Linked DNA regions of Mus musculus: regions 1 and 3 are each linked to region 2. The links are chromatin contacts, called in public ChIA-PET and HiChIP or PLAC-seq maps. All regions are on one chromosome and are shown on one strand. Each heading gives the region's core, a stretch centred on a gene start, on an enhancer-like site or on the middle of the called end of the contact. The rest is flanking DNA. Distances are from core to core; before and after follow the strand shown. Region 1 has its middle 18 kb from the start of Izumo1r. Region 2 overlaps Panx1 (pannexin 1). Region 3 holds the start of Izumo1r (IZUMO1 receptor, JUNO).

What was found. ChIA-PET counts read pairs in DNA pulled down with a chosen protein or histone mark. HiChIP or PLAC-seq counts read pairs in DNA pulled down with a chosen protein or histone mark.
Region 1: a BATF HiChIP or PLAC-seq map of CD8 T cells shows a contact between it and region 2, with 13 read pairs. The contact joins two enhancer-like sites. A contact is called at or near these places in 9 of 484 Hi-C or Micro-C datasets (CD4 T cells, CD4 single positive thymocytes, the HPC-7 cell line and 6 more), 8 of 115 datasets of contacts at active chromatin or transcription factors (CD8 T cells, Th17 cells, double positive thymocytes and 3 more) and 3 of 9 other capture datasets (adipose tissue, embryonic stem cells and liver).
Region 3: an RNA polymerase II ChIA-PET map of memory CD8 T cells shows a contact between it and region 2, with 1,584 read pairs. The contact joins the promoter of Izumo1r here to the enhancer-like site in region 2. A contact is called at or near these places in 17 of 39 promoter capture datasets (the 3T3-L1 cell line, 3T3-L1-derived adipocytes, the C10 cell line and 10 more), 3 of 15 datasets of contacts at CTCF or cohesin (embryonic stem cells and large pre-B cells), 27 of 484 Hi-C or Micro-C datasets (B cells, CD4 T cells, CD8 T cells and 10 more), 16 of 115 datasets of contacts at active chromatin or transcription factors (CD8 T cells, the HPC-7 cell line, the SCID.adh cell line and 7 more) and 4 of 9 other capture datasets (adipose tissue, embryonic stem cells, liver and 1 more).

What each region holds. Positions count from the first base shown.
Region 1 is chr9:14,919,789-14,923,535 of GRCm38.p6, reverse strand. No RefSeq gene overlaps it. Among named protein-coding and RNA genes, the nearest start is that of Izumo1r, 18 kb to the right of the region's middle. Within about 2 kb of position 2,030, at least 28 of the 459 cell types and tissues checked have an H3K27ac peak or open chromatin away from gene starts, as enhancers often do. A contact at or near this core is called in CD4 single positive thymocytes, CD8 T cells, Th1 cells and 3 more, where this site is marked.
Region 2 is chr9:15,015,805-15,019,618 of GRCm38.p6, reverse strand. The region is part of intron 2 of Panx1 (pannexin 1); the gene reads left to right. Among named protein-coding and RNA genes, the nearest start is that of Panx1, 28 kb to the left of the region's middle. Within about 2 kb of position 1,303, at least 138 of the 459 cell types and tissues checked have an H3K27ac peak or open chromatin away from gene starts, as enhancers often do. A contact at or near this core is called in B cells, CD4 single positive thymocytes, CD8 T cells and 14 more, where this site is marked.
Region 3 is chr9:14,902,116-14,906,158 of GRCm38.p6, reverse strand. It overlaps Izumo1r (IZUMO1 receptor, JUNO), which reads left to right and starts at 2,392. Exons shown (of 5, transcript NM_022888.3): 1 at 2,392-2,446; 2 at 3,636-3,776. The coding sequence starts at 3,639.

The DNA.
Region 1 (3,747 bases), core at 781-3,280, 97 kb after region 2:
CCAGGAAGCCATGGAGCCAGTTTTCAATACCTGAGCTCAGATGGAGACCAGGACCAGGCAAAGTGGCCGCGATGCCCACAGAGCACAACAGTGACTCAGCTGCCTCTCATCGGCCACACTTGGGGGTGGGTTGCTTGCCACTGGTTACTCCTATGCAGATTAGAGACACAGATGCTGAGACCAACGAGAGAAACTAGATGGACATGTCTGCTGCCTTGAACTCACAACTGGCAAAAAAAATAATAATAATAATTCAAAAAAATAATAAGCAGGGGAGAAAAAAAGAAATAGAAAAGAAAAATTCTACTAGGATTGAATCTCTTAGTCTTGGGGTCTTCAGAATGGAGAGAAGATTTAAGGAAGCTTCTTACAAAAGGAAGGGGGCTGGAGGGGAAGAAGGAGAGAGGCCAGAAGGGGGCTGGAGGGGAAGAAGGAGAGAGCCCAGAAGGGGGCTGGAGGGGAAGAAGGAGAGAGCCCAGAAGGGGGCTGGAGGGGAAGAAGGAGAGAGCCCAGAAGGGGGCTGGAGGGGAAGAAGGAGAGAGCCCAGAGGGGGGCTAGAGGGGAAGAAGGAGAGAGCCCAGAAGGGGGCTGGAGGGGAAGGAGAGAGCCCAGAAGGGGGCTGGAGGGGAAGAAGGAGAGAGCCCAGAAGGGGGCTGGAGGGGAAGAAGGAGAGAGCCCAGAAGGGGGCTGGAGGGGAAGAAGGAGAGAGCCCAGAAGGAGGCTGGAGGGGAAGGAGGAGAGAGGCCAGAAGGAGGCTGGAGGGGAAGGAGAGAGCCCAGAAGGGGGCTGGAGGGGAAGAAGGAGAGAGGCCAAAAGGAGGCTGGAGGGGAAGAAGGAGAGAGGCCAGAAGGAGGCTGGAGGGGAAGGAGAGAGCCCAGAAGGGGGCTGGAGGGGAAGAAGGAGAGAGCCCAGAAGGGGGCTGGAGGGGAAGAAGGAGAGAGCCCAGAAGGGGGCTGGAGGGGAAGGAGAGAGCCCAGAAGGAGGCTGGAGGGGAAGAAGGAGAGAGGCCAGAAGGGGGCTGGAGGGGAAGGAGAGAGCCCAGAAGGAGGCTGGAGGGGAAGAAGGAGAGAGGCCAGCAACTATTTCCTTAAGCATTTGCTTCATTGAAGCCTTGAACAAAGCCTTCAGCCATTTTATTTGGCAACTAAGGCAGCACCCTGCAGAGTTTTGGTTCCTTGAGTGTGACTCCAAAACTAAAGTAGGCAGTTGAGCTCAAGCAGTGCTGCAGAGGAAGAATGACTGTGGGAGCCTCTGTCCAGAGCACATATATGGTAATGAGCTCAGTAAACATTGAGGGAAATCTTTCTCCAGCTAGAATCCTAGTTTGAGTTCAGACAAGCCCTGTCACTTTCTCCTCTTTATTTTCTCTCCCTTGACTCCCTAGCTCTACAGAGCAACAGTTTCAGCCAACAGTCTCCTGCCCCTCTGGGTGCAAATGATTTCATGCTGGGCCACTTAGACAGAAACTTAACTGGAGTTTTCAGTCCTCTCACCAATGATGGCCTGCACTCCGGATTCCACAGACAATTGTACTACCAGGGAGAGAAAGAAAGTCAAAGAAAGTTTACCTATTAGCAAGCCTTTGAATACAAATGGCAGAAATCCAGCTTGGAATACATTGTAGGGAAAAAACCAACAACAACAACAACAACAAAAAACAAAACAAAACGACAACAAAACCACTGGAAGTACTGGATGTCCTGTGAAAGGGCTGGGAGATCTGAGGTGCTGCTAGGTGTTGAGAGGTGACACTGAGGAGCCAAGTTGTCAGACTCACTTTCCCTGTCCCATACCAGAGGAGGTCATTTTTCTCATTGCATTCTCCCTCCTGCATATTTTCTTTTGATACTTGGCAGACACAAACGCAGTTTTACAAAAGATAATGTCAGCCAGGCAGTCAATGACAGGCAGTGACAGTTACTGTCAGTCAGCATCAGCTGGTATCAGTAGGCAGTCGGTGTTAGTCAGTGTCAGTCAGGCAGTGTTAGTCACTGTCAGTCTTAGTAGTCAGTGTCAGTCAGTATCAGTTAGTATCGGTAGGCAGTCAGTGTTAGTCACTTACTGTCAGTCACTCAGTTAGGCAGGCAGGCAGGCAAGCAGTCTTAGTCAATTACAGTCAGTCAGTGTCAGTCAGACGATCCGTGTCAGTAAGTCAGTGTTGATAGTCAGTGTCAGGCAGTGTCAGTCAGGCAGTGCCACCCATTGTCAGCAAGTCAAGTACCATGCAGTACTGGGTAATGTCAAACAGTGCCATCAGTTTGTGATGCTATAGTAATGTCAGAGCCTGGTTGTCTGCAGCTACAGACAACCATTTCTTATAGTTTGGAGCAGAAAGAAGGATCTGATGAAGATGTGGCATAGTCAGATTTGGGTGAGGGCTTTACCAAGAGTTTACCAATGGCCATCTTCTCACTGCATCTGGCAGAATCAACACTCATGTTTCTTCTCAGAAGGGCACAGGTTCTGTTCCTGAGGATGCTGCCTCCATGACAAGCTCTATCTCTAAGCAGCATCAGTGGGGAGTCAGGCTTGGCTGACTGCGTTTTAGGAGCACTATTAAAATACCGGACTATTTTTTCAAACACTTAAGAAAGTATCCTTTGGGAGGAGGTGACTAAGGGAGGCAGACTATGTTGTCCTGTGACAAGGTAACAATTGGATCAGAGTCTGAGGAGCAGAGCTGTCGAATCTGTATCTTAACAAGAGCTCCCCACATGCAAGAGAAACTCTGTAGGCAAGGTGCCCCATTTCCTGCGAGCTGACTTTTATGGTGGCAGAATTTTAAATGGATTGATGTGTCATACAAGCAATTAAAGAATCAAAGAATAGAAAGCTACATAGATTTACAGAGAAGCAGGTAAGGAAAAGTTTAGTTCTGAAGAATAAACAAAGTATATGACTTATTTACAAAGTAGCAACAAAAAGATTACAGTAAGAGTTATATCTTATCTTAGTCACTGTTCTGCTGCTCTGAAGAAACACTATGACCACAGCATCTCTTTTAAAAGGGACCATTTAATTAAGGCATGCTTAAAGTTTAGTCTATTATTATCATGGTAGGACACAAGCAGCTGGAGAAGTAGCTGAGAGTTCCACATCTGAACCCAGAAGTAGCAGGAAGAGAGACCCTGGGCATGGCTTGGGCCCTTGAAAACCACAAAGCCCACTTCCAGTGACACACTTCCTCCAACAAGACTACATCTACTCCAACAAGGAGTCCTTCTCAAGGAATGCCACTCCCTGGTAACTAAGCATTTAAATATATGAGTTTATGGGGGCCAATCTTATTCCACCGCCACATATATGATTTATTACATGCCGGGTGCTTTTTGGAGTAGCTTTCATACACTAAAACACTAAATGGTTTATAAAATCCTTCCATAGACTTCAAGGACCTTCCCATGAACCCAATGTGATGAATGTAATCACAGACTCCAGATTCTTAAGGAATTTGAAGAAAGGGCATTATGAAAAGTGTCAGAGTAGGTCACACCCAGGATCTATTATTGCTCTGAAACAAGCCTTAGGCTTGTAAGCATGTTCACAATACACCATTTGGAAATGTGGACATCCAATTTTAAGCACATCTAACAACAAAGGGGATGCTCCATGAGAAACTGCTAGTGTTGGCCTCTTACCATTTCGTGTTCCTTCCTCCAGCTTAATGATGACTCCTGTTCCTAAGTGTCCTGCTTGCTAGTCATGGCAACATTGTTATCTATGAATTACGCTTATTCACTTTGACCT
Region 2 (3,814 bases), core at 54-2,553:
TTTCTTTGGCTCTTTATGCAGGGTGTTTGGCATTTATACACATATGACATACCACAAATGAGGAAAATCCAGAGAAAACTCACAACAGAAACATGTCCGTAGGAGGTCTTGATCAGACCCATCACTACTACCAGTGGGCTCGAGGAACTGAGATACATGGAGGTTGTCTCAGGGAGCTGGAGGAATCAGGTTTCCTAGCTGCAGACAGCGACATGGAGTTCCTTTTAGCTGATGTTGATCGAGGGCCCTCATGCTCTGCTTGGCAGCAGTGGGCCACAGAATGCGTCTCAGATTCTCAGATTCTCCCTGGTGGTGAACTGAATTAGAAAGAGAGACAGAAAAGATAAAGCATGGTTTTCCCAGAAACCCAGGGACAGAGCCGTGAGTTCTCCTGTCCCTCAGCTGTTCTCCGAGTGGAGCCCAACTCACTGGATCTGTTATTCCTCAGTGCTCCCGCTGCAGGGCTTTAGTGAAGCGACAGCCAGGTGGTTGTGGGTGAAGAGTGAGTGTATAGAAGTAGTGATTGGTAAAACAGAAACAAAAAACCTGGCTCTGTTCTTCTCAGAAAATGTGCCTTCCTTACACACAGCTGGGTGGACAGGAGGGAAGGGTGTGACCAGGAAGACTGTGTCCCGTGAGTCACGAGAACGAGGTGGCTGAGAGGCTGGAGACCACATGGAGATGCTGAGCTAACAACCCAGCAGGACTGCCTAGGGCAGCACTTCTCAACCTGTGGGGGAGTCGCATAGCAGATATTTACATTATGATTCATAACAGTAGCCACATAACAGTTATGCAGTAGGAACAAAATAATTTTATGGTTGGAGGTCACCATGGCATGAGGAACTGTAAAACTGGTCGCAGCATCAGGAAGGTTGAGAACCACTGGCCTTGGGAGTGTGGGGTGAGGCACTTCCCGGAGATGCTTCGTCCTGTTGGGAAGCAGGGTGGCCACGGCACAGTGGAATGGAAGCAGGGTTATGGAGAGTAGGATCTGTGACTGCCAAACAGGCATATGGCAAATGCTGGACCAGTGGGAGCCGCTGCGTGGGCCTGGCAGTATGCTTGGTTCTAAGAGTCTGTCCTCAGAGCCAAGTCGTGGTGGTGGTTAGTGGTGAGAGGAGAGGCAGGGGAAGCCTCGCCAGTTACAGAGGTGGGTTCTGGTCGGCAGGAGGGGAGCAGGGAGAGCCTAGTGTGTCAGAGAGGAGAGGCGTGGAGACCACCAGTCAGGCTCAGGGAAGGCTCTGGTCAGGACAGAAGCGGAAGGATGTGGGCGCTTCTGAGAAGGGAACGTGCCGACAGCACACAGGGCTTGATACCACACAGCCAATCACAAGGTGACACCAAGAGATCTTGAAAGCCACACAGTCACTGTTAAAGCTACCCCAGGAAGACAGGCACTGTGTTTATGCTTATGTGTTGTGGTAGCAGCTGACCAACCACTGGGGTAGCATGCCAGGTGTCTGGGGCGCTGACATAAGCCACTTCTCCTATAAATTAAATTTGTCCAAGTATTTTATCACAGCAACAGAAATGAAACTAAACTAGACATGGAATTGCAGGTCTGAGTAGAAATCCCCACAATGGCACACTGGTGTGCAGGCTCACACTGTCTGAGGAACAGCAGTCTAGTCTGGTGGCGCCCACTCGGGGCACCTGTCAGGGTGATGTGTGGAAGCTGTGAGACCGAGGGTGTAGAAGGGATGGTGTCTCTTTAGTTCCTTTCTGTCCCTGTGATAAGATACTGAGGAAAAGCAACATGGAGAGGAAAGGGTTCATGTGGTTCATGTGCAGGTCGTAATCCACCACTGAAGGAAATGAGGGCAGAGACCAGGAACATTGCTTGCTGGCTCACACTCAGGCTCACACTCTGGCTCACACTCTGGCTTGCACTCAGGCCCACACTCTGGCTCACACTCTGGCTTGCACTCAGGCCCACACTCTGGCTCACACTCAGGCTCACACTCAGGCCCACACTCTGGCTCACACTCAGGCTCGCACTCAGGCTTGCACTTAGGCTCACACTCAGGCTCTCACTCAGGCTCACACTCAGGCCCACACTCAGGCTCGCACTCAGGCTTGCACTTAGGCTCACACTCAGGCTCTCACTCAGACTCGCACTCTGGCTCGCACTCATGCTCGCACTCAGGCTCTCACTCTGGCTCGCACTTAGGCTCTCACTGAGGCTCGCACTCGGGCTCGCACTCAGGCTCACATTCTGGCTCACACTCTGGTTCACACTCAGGCTCATACTTACCTAGCTTTCTTACACAGCTCAGCACCAGCTGCCCAGGGAGTGGTGCTGCCTGCAATAGGCTACTTCCTCCTATCAGTTAGTAATAGTGACAGCCCCTGCCCCTGAGACACACCTCCAGGCCACTCTAAGTGAATTCATCCGAGGCTCCCCACCAGGTGACTATAGGCTGTGTCAAGCTGACAGTCAAAGCTACTGAGGACAGACTCTGGGGAGCAGTGGCACTGAGAGGCAGGAGTAAAGGGCAGATTATCCTGTACATATAAGCTTGTCAGTACAGTAGGGTGAGCCAGATGCTTCCAGGGCTATTCTGGGGCAGAGACCAAGATGAAGGACATGGGTGTGGTGGCAGGGGTTGAATTTTGTCACCCAAGATTATGTTGCCATCTTAACCCTGTATACTGAGAGTATGACTTGAGTTGAACAGTTTGTTAGAGATTCAGTCGTGAGTTATGAGGACCAACCCTGGAGCTGATGGTGTCCTCTTACGAGGAGAAAAATTGCACATAGACACACGTCAAGGGGAGAGAATGTGGGGACACTTGTGGGGGAGGTGGCCTCCCCAGGGCCTTCGGAGGGAGTTCTGTAGGACTGGCCTACAGAACAGTCAGAGAAAAGACTCATTGTCCACGGCCTTGCAGTGTGTGGGATTTGATTGTGAGAGTCCCGGAAATGAGCAGGGCTTACAGTCAAGATGGCTCACTGTTTAAGAGCAGGCTCTGGTCTGCAGAGGACCTTGGTCTCTGAGGCTCTTAGTTTTAGCATCCACCCCTGCCTGTACCTCCTGTTCCAGGGGATCCGACCCCCACACATACCTAATACACACACTCTCACACACATAGACATAATTAAAAATTAGGTAAATCTAAAATATATACTTTTCCAAGATTGTTCCCTAACTAGAGAAGTAGCCCATGCCAACTGGACATAAAGCTGTGGCTTTGGAGTTGGGCACAAATCAGTAATCATAGCTGCTATATTCCCACACGGAATGTTTTTCAGTTTTTTGCCTTGTAAAAATAAAATATAGAAATATGTTTAATCTAAAACTTAAAAAAACAGTAAACATATGTTATAGTGGTACAATTTACATGTTAAATAACAATGCAATAGGATGATCTTATATAGCTTTAAATAGAAGAAATGGGAGAATTTTCAGATTACAAAACCCCTTTCCTCAGAACAGTCTTTTTAAGTCACTTTTTTGAGTGACTAATCGTGCTTAATTCCTGTTGTTCAGCTTACAGTCCTCTGCATATCCATCCACTGAGCTCCGACCTCCCAGACAAAGCTCAGTGTCCACTAAACTCCCATTCCTCAGCTCTTGGCAGCCGCCTAGCTTGTGTGTCCACCAGGCATGGCTCTCAAGGGACTAGGGGTTCAGGGTGTGTGTAAGCATGTCTCAATTCAGTGCCAGCTAAACTCCAGAGACATTCTTCAGGGTAATGTTCAAGTGTCTGTCACCATGGACTGGCATTGTCAATTCTCCCTGTTGACTAGGCTGACCTTCTCTTATCCCTTCCTCTGGACTCCTACCCCTGCTTTTTTCACAGCTGATGG
Region 3 (4,043 bases), core at 1,143-3,642, 110 kb after region 2:
CTGGCTAACGATGTGTTTGAATTACTTGGAAGTGCACTGATTTCCTGCTTTGAGAAGCTCAGGGGACAGATTCCTCAAGAAAGAGATGGATGGTTGGCTCAAACTAACATAAAACACAAAACAGAACGTATAAAATCAAATTGGAGATGAGTATCCACTGTGAAGTTCTCTCAACTTTCCCGATGTTGGCAGATGTTAGAGTAACGCCCTGGGAAGTTTTACCGTTTTGACTGTTGCATGGATATTGCCTTGGAGGGAACCAGGGAGCCTGGTTGGAGTCTCTGAGCACTACCCCTGCTGCAGGAAGAACAGGAGCTTAAGCCAACAACACCTCACATTAGATTGAACCATCCAGAGTGAGAGGCACGCTGCCCTCTGCCAGAGCTACAAACTTGCAAGGGAGTTTAATTATTCAGGGGGTAAGGAGGATACTTGAGAAGAAGAGTTCCTGTCAGGCCTTGGCACTGGCTGCAGACTTCAGATACCCTGGGGTGTCCTAGCTTTTTTGTTTTTTGTTTGTCTTCAAATGCATTGCTTTGGATGACCTGATAACCCAAACGGTGGGAAGACAGGACAGGCATCACCATCCAGCATCCCTGTCACTTCAGGTCACCCCATTCACTGCCCCTCCCTCCCCCTTCAGAATGCCTTTAACTGCCTGCCCCTCTTCCCCTGGTCTTTAATCTGTTGCTGTTTTCGGCTGCTTGAGTGGCTCCATCCACAGCCAGCCCTGATTTAGCAGCCTTCAATCGGAAAACAGATTTCTCTGGAAGACTGGGACAAAATAAGGCAAAATGAGCTCTGTTCAAGGGCCTCACAGCACTTCTCTAGGGACAGATGCTTGGCCTGGAGCTCTCTGCAATCACCCCTCCCCCACTGCACCTGCATCCATGCTGGCTGCAATTTTGACACAATTCCTATAGCTCTGTCCTGGAGGTGGCTAAGAGAGTCCTCCTTATCTCTCTCCCTCCTTGTGGAGGACATTTTTCCATTCCAGTAATGACTCGTGTGACTCATTTTTGGATTCTTGCTCTTGCCACATCCACAGTCATTTTAAATTTAATGTTCAGTTCCAAAACGCTTACTTGTCAAGACTTGTTGCTCCCTGGGTGTCTATACAGGACAGACGTGAGTACCTGCCTCTGCTGTCCCTGTGGACACCGATACAAAAGAGACCCTCGAAGCAGAAATGCCTTTCCATTTGGCCTCTGGCTTCAGGAAATGAGTCTCAGCTCTGTTGAAGACCAGACATGCAAGTTGGGCTGATAACCATTACTGCTCTGTTCCGGAAAAGCCAACACACCCCCACCCCCAAAGTCTGACTGTGACGTTTAATTTTTTTAAAGATCTGGATAGTTTCTACCCCTCAGTCCTGGGGGCATCCCCCTCACCTGGTTCATAAGCATTAAATATGGAGTCAAACAAGCCTTTCTCAGATTCTAGCTCCATCAACCTCTGTCCGAGCCTCAGTATCCCCTACAAAAGAGAGTGCTCATTTGGGGTATTCTTGCAGGCAGTAAGCCAGACTGTGTACCAGTGCCCTAGCCTCCAGCCCCGTGACTAGTCCTCGTGGATGTTCAGTACTCCATACCCACGCATGGAAACTGCTATTTTCCCTGCACAAAATCAATGTGCTTTGTACATTGACTGGCAGCTGAACACCGTGTGCTGTACTTTGTCTTCCTTGGTGGAAATCACAAGGAATGTTTTTATTTATTTACTACTTTTTGTATGAAATTTCAGTGATTTTTGGCTACTTTTCCTTTGGAGACAGAACATAAAAGACAAGCAAAGTTATGGGCATCACCTCCAATGGGACCTTTGGAGCAGCGATCAGACCAGGCACAGGGTGCAAATGCAGGCTGCCCCTGGTGGCCCTGAGGGGCGGCTTTTGTTTCAGCTTTGATTGTTGCTTAAATTCTTGGCTGGCCAAGCTGCCTGTCTGTGCACCTGCGTGCTGCTAAGCTAGACCCGGATGCTGTGGGAGGATTCTGTTACTCAGAGGCCCCAGGGGTCTGAGCAGAGGAAGGGACCCGAGGAAGCTTCTGAGAACAAAAGATGAAGGACTGTTAAGACATCCCTGGGCTGTGAACTTTTCATGATCCCTCTCACCCCACCCCCACCCCCCACCCCGCCGGACAGATTCTGCCAACAGCTCTCATTACAGAGCAACAGACTGATAGAATCTAAGTTATTTCCAAGTTCTCACAGGTTAGAAGCAGTGCTGAGAGTTGAACTTGCCACCCACTTCAGGGATCTCTGGTACCACAAGGTCTTGTTTCTCTCTCTCTCTTGGAGGCAGGCTACTCAGGTCTAGCTACTGGCGGCTCTCCACACCTGTAGCTCATAGAAGCTGAAGGCTGATAAAAGGGCAGTGGGTGGAGCGCCCTCAGCCCGCTCACCTCTTTGGCATCAGGAGGAGCAACAGGAGGGCCCTGCCTTGAAGGTACATCTGAAGACAATGCTGAGGGGGCTGGTGTCTTTCCTCTCTTCATCTTACCTTCCCGGTCTTTCAGAATAGTTGTTCTTTGTGCAAACTTGGAGCTGGCTCTGTGGAAGAACAGTCTTGGGTTTGGAGTTCAGGATGGGTTCTGCAGAAGAGTCTGGGTCTCTAAGTCACATCTCAGACATCCTGAGGTAGACTACTACTCCGGCTAAACTGCTGATGTGTAGGGCAGGCTCCCAGCAAGCCTAGGTGACGTAAGACCCATGAAGTCCTGGCAGTGAGGACTGACTGGAGCCCTCCTGAAGCCGGGTTTGCCCTTGTTCTAGCAGAGGGGCGATCTCTCTGTCCAGCCTCTCCACCACCGCCCCCCATTGCCAGTACAACCCAGAAGAGAACTGGAAATGTATCAGCAAACACCAAGGTACAAGCCAGCCTTCGTGTTCCTGTGCTAGGATGAGGGCTTAAAGGTGGAAGTCTCCTCAGCCCCTAGCCCTGAGAGGCCAGCAGGGGTCTTAGGCTGTCTGTTACAGCCTGACACATAGGGTGTCTCTGAGATAGACTGGGGTTGGTTGAAATGAGCTAAGGAAAGCTCATTGGTTGAAGGGTCAGGGTGGGGATGAACTACTCTGAGGAGCTGGTGTGGACCCTTCCTAGGGAATAGAACTAGGGTTGGCATGTGATGGATAAAGCTGGCTTTGACATCCCACCCCACCATGTTCTTTTGCCATAAGGAGAATCTGTTTACTGGGAATTGGTTACTTGGCCAAGAGGCTGGCTGTGGGCTGGGATTAAAGCTCTAAACTTCGAATCCATATTATTACCAAACTAGCAAACTGTATCTAAGTGAGCAGCTTAGATCCATTCCTTGCCTGGCCTCCTCTTCAGAGCTGCTGTTTGTTTGTTTGTTTGTTTTTCTTTTTCTTCTCTTTTCCCCTGTTGGTCAGTTTGCTTTCTACATTCCTGCAATGGTTTGTAATGAGTGCCAGATCCAAGTCTTACTCTACATTCTGTGATGCTGCTCTACACAGAAGGTTCTAGGAGCAGCCAGAATATTTCAGCAACCTAAGGAAGCCTTGGAGCCCCTCCTCCCTCTTCAGTGCCTGGTGGTTGGCAGGAGTGGGGTGGGTGTTACCTTCCTGGTCTTTCAGAAGACTAGGTTCTCTTTACCATGGGCTTCTCTCTGTGGCAGGTCATGGCACAGTGGTGGCAGATCCTCTTGGGGTTGTGGGCAGTCCTACCCACCTTGGCAGGGGACAAACTGCTCAGCGTCTGCATGAATTCCAAGCGCCACAAGCAAGAACCTGGCCCAGAAGACGAACTCTACCAGGAGGTACAGAGCAGCGCTGGCCCAGGGGCTAGGGCAGCTTCTTAGGATTATTTGAGAAGAAATACAGACCAGGTGGTCTCTGTACCCCACCACCCCTAATCATTTAGATCCTTAATTTGGGGTCCATCTAGGGCTTTGCCACTAAGCTGTTCTGGCCGCTTGGGAAACAGGTCATGTGGTGATCCCAGAGGCTATGCTAGCTAACCGTGGGTCAGAGCAAGCCTCCCTGCCAACATGCGCTGGCGAGACAGACCTTAATTTGTCTCCTTG